Linked DNA regions of Oryctolagus cuniculus: region 1 is linked to region 2. Evidence: chromatin contacts called from public Hi-C data. All regions are on one chromosome and are shown on one strand. Each heading gives the region's core, a stretch centred on a gene start, on an enhancer-like site or on the middle of the called end of the contact. The rest is flanking DNA. Distances are from core to core; before and after follow the strand shown. Region 1 holds the start of NR2F2 (nuclear receptor subfamily 2 group F member 2). Region 2 has its middle 470 kb from the start of MCTP2.

What was found. A called contact is a pair of places that touch in the nucleus more often than the background predicts.
Region 1: a Hi-C map of an unstated tissue shows a contact between it and region 2, with 6 times the contacts expected there. The contact joins the promoter of NR2F2 here to the enhancer-like site in region 2. A contact is called at or near these places in 2 of 6 Hi-C or Micro-C datasets (skin fibroblasts and an unstated tissue).

What each region holds. Positions count from the first base shown.
Region 1 is chr12:6,348,591-6,353,175 of mOryCun1.1, forward strand. NR2F2 (nuclear receptor subfamily 2 group F member 2) reads left to right here and starts at 2,970. Exons shown (of 3, transcript XM_070053313.1): 1 at 2,970-3,724. The coding sequence starts at 3,682. It overlaps LOC103352191 (a long non-coding RNA gene), which reads right to left. Exons shown (of 12, transcript XR_011380426.1): 1 at 4,580-4,585.
Region 2 is chr12:4,704,581-4,709,125 of mOryCun1.1, forward strand. No RefSeq gene overlaps it. Among named protein-coding and RNA genes, the nearest start is that of MCTP2, 470 kb to the left of the region's middle. Within about 2 kb of position 2,306, at least 1 of the 8 cell types and tissues checked has an H3K27ac peak or open chromatin away from gene starts, as enhancers often do.

The DNA.
Region 1 (4,585 bases), core at 1,720-4,219, 1.6 Mb after region 2:
GAAAATCGTTGGAGCCCCGGCTATTTGTGTGTGATCAGTAAATATTTAGTGCGGTGACATCCTCGGCTAGGCTGCGGATCGATCCGGGGCCCACCGGGAGGTGCGCACGGGCCGGGCGGGGCCGCGCCGGGCCCGCCGAGGGGCTTCGCCCGCCCCTGCCGCCGCCGGCCGCTGATTTACGGCCTCGGCAACCGGCGAGGGAGGGGGCTCCAGCGCGCCTGGAAAATCAGCTTTTCCACCTTTTTACTTTTGACGTTCAGCTACTTCCCTGGGCTCCCCCCACGCCGCCCCTTCCGACGGCGCCCCGTGCGGCCCTGCGGCCCGGGGACCACCTATCACGGCCCGAGCGGGGGCGGCGGGGAGGCCCCAGCCCCTGCCCCGGGGGTCACCTCCTTCGGGGCGAGCTGCTCTCCACCCGCCCACAACCTCGGAGGGTGGGGAGGAGGGGGTGGAGAAGGCCAGGGCTGCCCTTCGCTGGACCAGGAGCTCCGCCGCTCGCCACCCTTTCTCGGACCCTCTCTGCCTTTGCCCTGTCCCGCGTCGGCGGGTCGACGCCCCTCTGGCCGGGATGGCGTCCAGGGCGAACTTTCACTTTCCTGGCACAGAGGCGTCCCTTTCCTTCGCTTTGGGAAAGCGCCGAGCCTGGAGATGTTATGAGAAGGACTTCTGCCCCCAAGGCTGGGGGGCCGCGGCCAGTGTCTGCGCCCCCTGGCCCTGCCGGCCTCCGCCCGGGCTCACCCCGCTTCGTTGCGGCAGGGCAGCACCGGGGACCTGAGACTCCAGGAAGCGGGCCCGACCCCGAATGGGGCCCGGCACTTCCGACGTCCGACGGTCGAAGCCACCTGAGACTGCTCTGTTTCCAGGGGAGGAGAGTGAGGGACACCAGCCCCTGGGGCTCCACCGCCCTTGGGCCACGGGCACCGTCCTGAAGGTCTGCAACACCGCCACCCACCTGTTGGCCGGCCTGTGCCCCTTTCACCTGGGGCCCGGGCCTCTGCAGTGTGCGACCTCGCTGGGTCAACGCCCCCCCTCCCGGACGCTGGCGCCTTCTCCTTTGTCCTGGCCAGGACCCTCTCAACTGCCTTATCTGCAGACTCTATCTTTATACTAATGCATACTTAATTGGTCCGTCTTGACTGTCCATATAAAACAATTTAATTAGGGTGCTTTCTTGCTTTGGAGGGCAAAGGGAAAAAAAAATCTGCCCAACGCTTATTGTATTTAGCACCAATACAGGCAGAAAATGTAGCACAAGTTTTTGGTTGAAAGAGCACCTCTGTGCCCATTGAAGGGCGTTGATCCGAAAAGACAGAAAGGACAAGTAAAATCGATTTGAAGCGACCCTCTCTGTCCCTTTCACACCATTCAGAAACTCCACTCCTTCTAAGACAAAGCCCAGCGCCTTGGGAATTCTCAGGGGGAAAGAGGACTCCAGTCCCACAAGCCCAGGGCACTTTTTTAAAAACCGGCAATATTCCACTTAAACCCCACACTCGGTGCTGTGCCCCCACGGCTCCTAGGCATGTGTGGGTTTCACCAGCGCCCCCTCAAAAAAGGCAGGCAGTGGCTGACAAACTCCCAGCTCCACTGGCCACTTGGCTTTCTGGCCAGGGCAGGTCAGTCTTTTAGGGTTAGTGCAGCCCTCACCTTTGACCCCTCCAGATCTAAGCGGCTGCCAACCCTGGCCAAAGTTAAAAGAAAATGGCAACAACAACAAAAACAAAAAATTTCTCTGCTCCTCAGGCCAGGGAATCCAGTTCTGGTTCATGGACCAGAGCCACCGTACCCAAGAGCCACCTCCATCCCTAACTCCCACCCCACCAATGACCTGCTCTAGCCACCTCTGACAGCAGGAGGGAACTCAAGTTGTCAGGGTGGCACGGCTGTACTGAGGTCAGCTGCCCGGTCTGGATGGTCCCTACCAGGAACCCAGAGTGCCAGGTTAGGGGGAAGGAGGCCAGGTGAGGAAGGCAGTCCTCCATCAGCCCTGCCGAGAAAGGGAGGAGGGAGAGGAGAGGAGAGGAGAGCTGGGGAGGGGGGAGGAGGGGCAGGCCCGCTGCGATCACCTTCACCTGCCCTGAGCTGGCCTCCTGGTTCAACCAGCGCTCGACCTTCAGCTGGGGTTGAAGGGGCGGGGCGCAAGGGAGGGGCACCCCCCAGTTACACAAGTGGCCTCCTTCTACTCAGAGAATGAGTTCACCCCTCAGGAGCCTCACCTTCCACCCGCTCCTGCAACTGATGAGACAAACCGCAAGGAAGAACTTCTGCAGCCCGTATTTATGGTATTAATGAATAGTTAAAAAAAGATTTACACTTCTTATGATCAATATTCTGAGTTATTTCCCTCAAAGTATATAATTACAGTGTCTTCAGAGTTTTCATCATTGTTTGAGGTGGCAAAACCATTTGTAATTTTCATTAGCCAGTAAACATGTAATTAACATTCAGCACTGTGTTTAACTTAATTCCTGTTTAAGACAAGGACAAGAAGCAGCCCAAGAGCGTTAGTTCCATTTGTCAAGTCTGACATACATCTTACTATAACAGTCTCCCAAAATAAAAGATCTGTGTTTCCCCATTATTCTCCTCTTAAAACAACCCCCCCAAAAAATCCATTACTTAAAACCGTTTTAAAAGTGTGAGGAGGCAGTCTTAGTTTATCCTCAGTTTTTGCTGGTTAACAGTATTCCTGTTCCCTTTATTCATTTCGGGGAGAAGATTAAAAGAGGGGGTGAACTGGGCATTGATTCTATGGAGGCATGAAATGGGGAACCCCTCCCCCCAAAAAAACATAGAGTTCCTCTTCAGGAAAGTTCTAGAATGGGGACTGGAAAGGGGGAGAGACACAAATCCAGGGGGGAGGGGGGACTCACTGGGGGGAATTTGAGTTAAAAGTAGGAAATGAGGAATCCAAGGGATTCTTAGGGAAAAAACGTTGCCCTCCTATTTCAAGTTCTATCTTTGATCCAGGACAAGGGAAGCCTGCGTGCCAGCCTGCAAGGCTGCTGCTTTTTCCTCTCTTCTCCCACCTCTGTTTTTTTTCCAACTTGCTTTAGGATTAGCCTCCATCCCTCTGGACCCCAAACAGTGGGATCTGGCTGCACCTCGGTCGTCTTGCTTTGCAGTATCGCCCATAGTTGTTGGCGGTTTTCTGCTGAGGCTGAGCCGTTTGCTCCAGCCTCCGACTAAACTCATTAAGTTGGGAGATTTTTTTCAATTGGACGGGTGTTTTTAAAGTCTCGTCTTTCCAGCCCCAAACAAGGTGTAACAACGCACTCTTCCTTCTAAGGAATGAGATGAGAGACAAGGATCACTCCAGACATCTCCTACCTACGGTTTGGGGTTTTTTTTCTTAAAGGCGAGGCTTGCATTCCTCAGCAGCTATGTACAGACTCCTTGAAACCTTGTCTCTCTAAAGTTAGTGTGCAGGGTTTTCCAGGGCTGAGAGCTAGCGCCTAATACATGGGGAAGCACTTCCTTGAGGTGGAAGATCTCTCCCGTCACCTTTCCTCGTTTTCCCTGCAGGCTAGTGCCTACTTTTTATCAGTTTGCACAATCGCTTAGATAAACACCGAGGAGGCGATTCTCTTTAATTATCCAAGACACATCTTTTCAGGGGGCCAACAAAGCGTTTATTTCCCTCGCCAAACTAAAGGAGAGTTATTCCAGTTTAGAAGGAAGATGCAAGCGGTTTGGGACCTTGAGCAAGGCAAATATGGTTTTGGTATGTTTACTTACAGTATTTTTCTCTCCTCTCTCTCTCTCTCCTTTCTCACTTTCCTCCTTGTGCTGTGTGGGGTTGGGGATGACTTGGGGGCTTTTCAGAAATTCGGTTTGCTAACGTGTATGGAATGCCTAGGACTGTGGTTTAAGGGGTTTTGGGGAAGGGGGGACAGAGTCAATTCAATGCATTGCCATGTTTTATTACATGTGTGTGGTAGGAGAGGTGGTGCAGGGGGAAGAGGGGGGAAAATACAATTGCAAAGCTGCCAAAATATGATTAAGCCGAAGCATAAAGACTGCGGTGCCTCCCATCTCCTCGTCCTGTCTCCTGAAACTCATTTCCTTCCATAGAGAAAGCCGAAAACCAGTCGGATAAGCGTGGCTTTCCAAGGAGCAGGCGACTGGGTTTTCTAGCAAAGGAGCTGCCAGGCTCGCGCTAAGTATACGAATTTACTGTTGGATTTGTCTCTGCGCTTCGTTTTGCAACCTTGTGCAACTGACAGGCAGGCAGGCAGGCAGGGCTCGAGAAAAGCGGCGGCCGGCGCCCTCGGCCGCCGGTCGGGGAGGCGAGCGCCCGGCTAAGCCGGGAGAACCGCGACGAGACGGGGTACTCACCATCGGCGGGGTGGCGGAGCTGGCGTGCGGGTTTCTGGCAAACGTTTACCTTTTGGCTGTCTATTTGCAACCGCGCCGGGCTGACTTAAGCAGTAATTCTGTGCTCTGTCCAGAACGTTCGGGGAACGGTTCCTCATTTTTAAAAAGCCAGGGAGAGAGACGACAGAGACAGAGAGAAAGAAAAAGAGAGGAGGGGGTGAGGGGGACTCACATAAACCCAGTTCAAAAAAAAAAAAATCACCTCTTC
Region 2 (4,545 bases), core at 1,056-3,555:
GATGAAAGCGTTTCATAATTTGGAGTGTGCAGGCTTTGCTCCTTCCCACCAGAAAAGCGCAAGACAGAAAAGTATCACCTCATTCTCTTGCTAATTCTGGGCTTATCGCACATTCAGTGTTCCATAAAGGTTGACTCGAAAGCTTTCATTTAAAACCCAATTCATATGAATTAGTGTACCACTCAAAATGTCAGGCTGCTAATAGGACATACATAGCAAGTGGAAATTGAAATAAGTGCATTTTAATAGAGCTCAGAATTAGGATTTCCTCTATCTGTTTGACGTAGTATCACAATTATAATTGAGGGTAAATTTTTTTTCCTGTTGGCATTTAATGATCCTCTATCCAGAATTATCAATCATCCTGAATTCGTTGTAACAGTTTTCAGATGTGAAATGATAAAAAGGAGAGCGATTCTGAGCTCGTTAGCGATGAGACTGATGCAGAAGCACATGCGGCCTAATGCGGGGAGGGACCGGGCAGGCCCGAGCGGCTGCGGGGGCAGCTCCCGCACCGAGCGCCAAGTGCAGCCCAGGGCATTCGGCGTTCTGGCTGGGAGAGGTTTCCGTGCACTGTGTTTATGTAAGCTCTGGCCTACAACGAAGGCAGGAACCTGCAGGGGCGACGGCCGAGGAGGACCAAGTCCCGGCCAGCCCAAGCGGGCGCGCTCAGCTCGCCTTCAGGTTTCCTATAGAAAGTTCTGGAAACCCCGAATGCTTAGTCCCCCCTTTGCCTTCCTTCGCACACCCGGGTTGGCCATGACGGGGGTGTCGGTCAAACACCAGCTGAAGTGGGAAACGCCGTCGGAAGGGGGGCGGGGAGCGTTTTGTCGGGGTGCGGGGCGGAGGCTGGGGGCGCCGGGGCCCGGGGTCCGCACCCCGGCCGCCCCTCGCGTGCCCCCCGATTTCCAGCCGAGCGCCCTCCGCGCGGCTCCCGCAGGCCCCGCGTCCTGTGGCCCCTCGGCACCGAAAGAGGGCAGTCGAGTTCCACGATTCAGACGAAAGGACGGTTTTTCGCTCAATCCCAGTGATTGGAATTAAGTTTTCCTGTAACGGTATTAAAGGCCATGTGGAATCACCTCGAGATGCTGCTTCTGTGATGGAAAACCTGCAGCCGCGGCGAGACGGCCGCCCGCCCCCACGCGCGCGGGACGAAGTGACCCGAGTGTTCGCGGGGCGCCCGCGCGCCCGCGCGCCCGTTCCCGCCGCGTCGCCGCCTCCCGCGCCGGCCCGGCCCGTGGCGGAGGACAGGGCTCCTCACTGCACAGCCCTCCTACCTGGCCACGTTGTGACCTTTTATAAGTAGGAAGAGATAGACGGGACGAGGCAAAGGACGCTCATCAGCGCTTCAGCCCCCAAGACAGAGAGAATTTGGGGAAAAAAAAAAGACAATTGAAACGCAGATGCATGCCCGAGGAACTCAGTAGCCAAAGCCTTTTGCAGCTCCTGCTTGCTAGGAAGAAATACTCATACTTTGAAACTGGAACAGCGAGTAGGACAGTCCTAGCAGAATGTGGTTTTTTCCTTGAGATCTATTCTGTGAGCTTCTAAGTGAAAATAAGCACCGAGATCAACACAAAACACAGAACATATTTCTCCCCGCTTTTTCTCCACTTCGTTAGCAATGGATCCAGAGACAAGAAATGTCCTCGTTTTACTGAAGATAGAAAATCAGATGTATTTGCACGGACGCTTGAGTATCTACCTATGAATAAAATCTCATGGGAAAATGGAATTAAATGATGTTTAATTTGGCACAAAACCGTTTTGGAAATCCGTGCATACTTTTTTTTGATGATACACATTTTCCACGAACTTTTGAAACACACCCATATGTATTATATGTTAATATGTGTGTGCATTTGCGCTACATATGGATTTTGAGGGGATATTATTTTTAAAGGATCAGGCTTAACTTAAACATGTGTGGAAGAGTTAATTTTAGGGACCTAGTTTCAAACAAAATATGCAGTCACAAGAGTTAACTGTAATTTAGGCTATTTATTTCCGTTCGTGCTGCAAGTGCTCCCTTTGTGTTAGCACTGTGTCTAGTGCTATTTTTAGACGATGGTGCAGAGAACCGGTGCTGTCTGACAGGCTAACCTGGGTATGTATGTGTGTACGTGTGTAAAAATATGTATCCCAGGACTACAAGTTCCTCCCGGCTCTCTCTGCCTACAAAATGGCTCACTCCGTGGCTGTGGAATTCACGGGTCCTCCTCAGGCTCCTCTTGGGCTATCGGGGGTCCCGGTGATTTCCCGCCTGCTCCGGGGGTCTTCCCTCCATCCCGCCCTGGTGCCCCCCACTCCTGCCTCTGGACGTGACCTGGCCGGGCAGCAGCGGCAGTGCCTCTCCCAGAAGAGACCCCGAGCCAAGTTGCGGCACCGCGAAGATGGGCAGGGAATCGCGGTGGGGCTGGGAGGGCGTGCAGGGAAGAGGCGCGCGGCCCGCCACGGCGCTGCGACGACTTATAAACAAACTTGAGCATTGTTTCTGAAGCCCTTTGTGGCGGCGGAGGCGGCTGGACACACACTGTGTCCTGGACTCCATTTACGTTCGGTGGAAACCTTGGGGGAGAGCTGCTTTTAAGAGGCTGATTTGGTTGGAAGACGATTTCCATCAGCTACTTTAAAAAGATACGTGCTATTTCAGCACAAAGCTGAAGCCCCTTGGAGCCGCACTAGGGATTAAGAAACCGCATGTATTTCAATGCCTTATGAATAGCAGTAGCTGATAAAAGAGGCTCTTGTTACCCTCGCTACATTTAAATGTGAAAGCAGCTGCTTCCAGTGGGGAGGGGGCAGGGAGTGGAGGAGAGAGATGTTATTTTCATAGGGATCTAATCTTCAGACTACACTGAAACCATAGAATACCATTGGCCATTCTCTTATCCGAGGCCCTCTAATCACGCCGAGATCTGTGAGATTGTGGAGAGGGAAGAAGGAGAGGGACTGGGAAGCAGAGAAAGGGATTGTGTGTAGTGATGAGGCTGGCCATTTTCATCTGCATGTAGGTTTTGAACCTCAGATCAAAATACAGGCGCGGCAGAGTATTTTCTGCTTCCCTTCATAGCGTTAACCCTTGAAACGTGCCAAGGCCAGCCCACTGAGTTTGAGGCACCCCTACTGTGCTTAGCCTGTGCTTAGCCATGGGCCCTGGGAGTAAGGTGGCAGCCGAGCCCTTGTAGAGAAATGTGGACCACGGGCCATGCACGTGTGTGGCGGCAGGAGGGGACATGAGAGAGACTTTCTTCCCACATTTCAGGGCCAGCAGATTTCAGGTGGGAATTTCAGGCGTCAAGGGACGCCATGAATCCGGCAGAGAGAGGATCTTTCTCTCAGCTTTGCTGCCACCTGAAGCTGCCGGAGCAACGAAAGCTCAGTACTATTAAACCAGCAGATGCTGTGTGTTTGAAGCAAGATGACTGAAAGGTAGATCTGTGAATAAATGAATGATCTGGGCACCCTTTTATTGCCCTCCAGTTTATCTTTCTATAACTTGTTCTTGTTTTCCCTGATTTAGACTTACTGAAGGTGATCACTAATGGAGTTTTTCTGTATTTTTGACCACTAATTTGCCCGTAAGATTACCAAAGCAATTCTTAAAAACAAAAAACAAACAAACAAACAAAAAAAACCCAACCAAACAAAAACAGGTTTACTGTGTAGGTTTAGCACGAGGACCTGTTTCTGGTGAGAATTAGTGGCATTCCCTGTTCCGACTCTTACTCTTTATGTTTTTTTTTTCTTTCAGTTTTTGTAAAATTTCTACTCTCCAAGAAGTTAAAGGATTAATAACAAGTCTGGTAGTGATAAATCGGTAGCTCTAGCCTAGCTTATAATTAAGGGTAATTCTCATGTAGAAGAAGGCTTGACAGCTCGAGCCCACGTCCTTAGAAACTTGCATCAAAATAAATCACCAGAGCCAGAGCACAGCCCAGCCATCCTTGCACACGACGTGCAGGTGGACGGAAGACCAGACGGCTCCTCCACCAGCCAAGAGGGAGAAGAGGAAAGGAGAAAGGGCATCCACATCTCCGGCTGCCTTGCCACGGGTCAGCAAACCAGAAATGGGGCGTATGAGGCTTCCAGTTCCCAAGCTGGACCAGCCCTGCCTCCCGGAGCAGCTCACTCTGCACACCTCTGCCACCTGCCCACCCAACACTTTTCATCAGACAGGAGGCACCGCGAACCTGGGAGTCCCTGGGGCCTCTGAGCCAGTGGGCTTTGCCGTATTCATCTCGGCCCCTGAGTGTGCCCAGCTGGTTCCAGGGTGGATCCCATTGCCCACAGTGGGCCTGCACCACTGCTCTGGGGTTCAATCAATATTTTTACTTCCTGCCCCAACTTCCCTGCACGTGGAGAACAGGAGCCACAAATCCAGATGCACCAGGCACCACCACCAAGTATGCGCAAGAGGCAGGCAGTGGGGTAGAGTGGGGTCAGCACCCAGGGCTGCGTGGCCTGGGCAGTCGCTGCTCTTTCTGGGTTCCAGTGGCTGTGGCTGCCACTGCCTCCAGCCCGTCTCCCCGCTGGCTTCTGAAG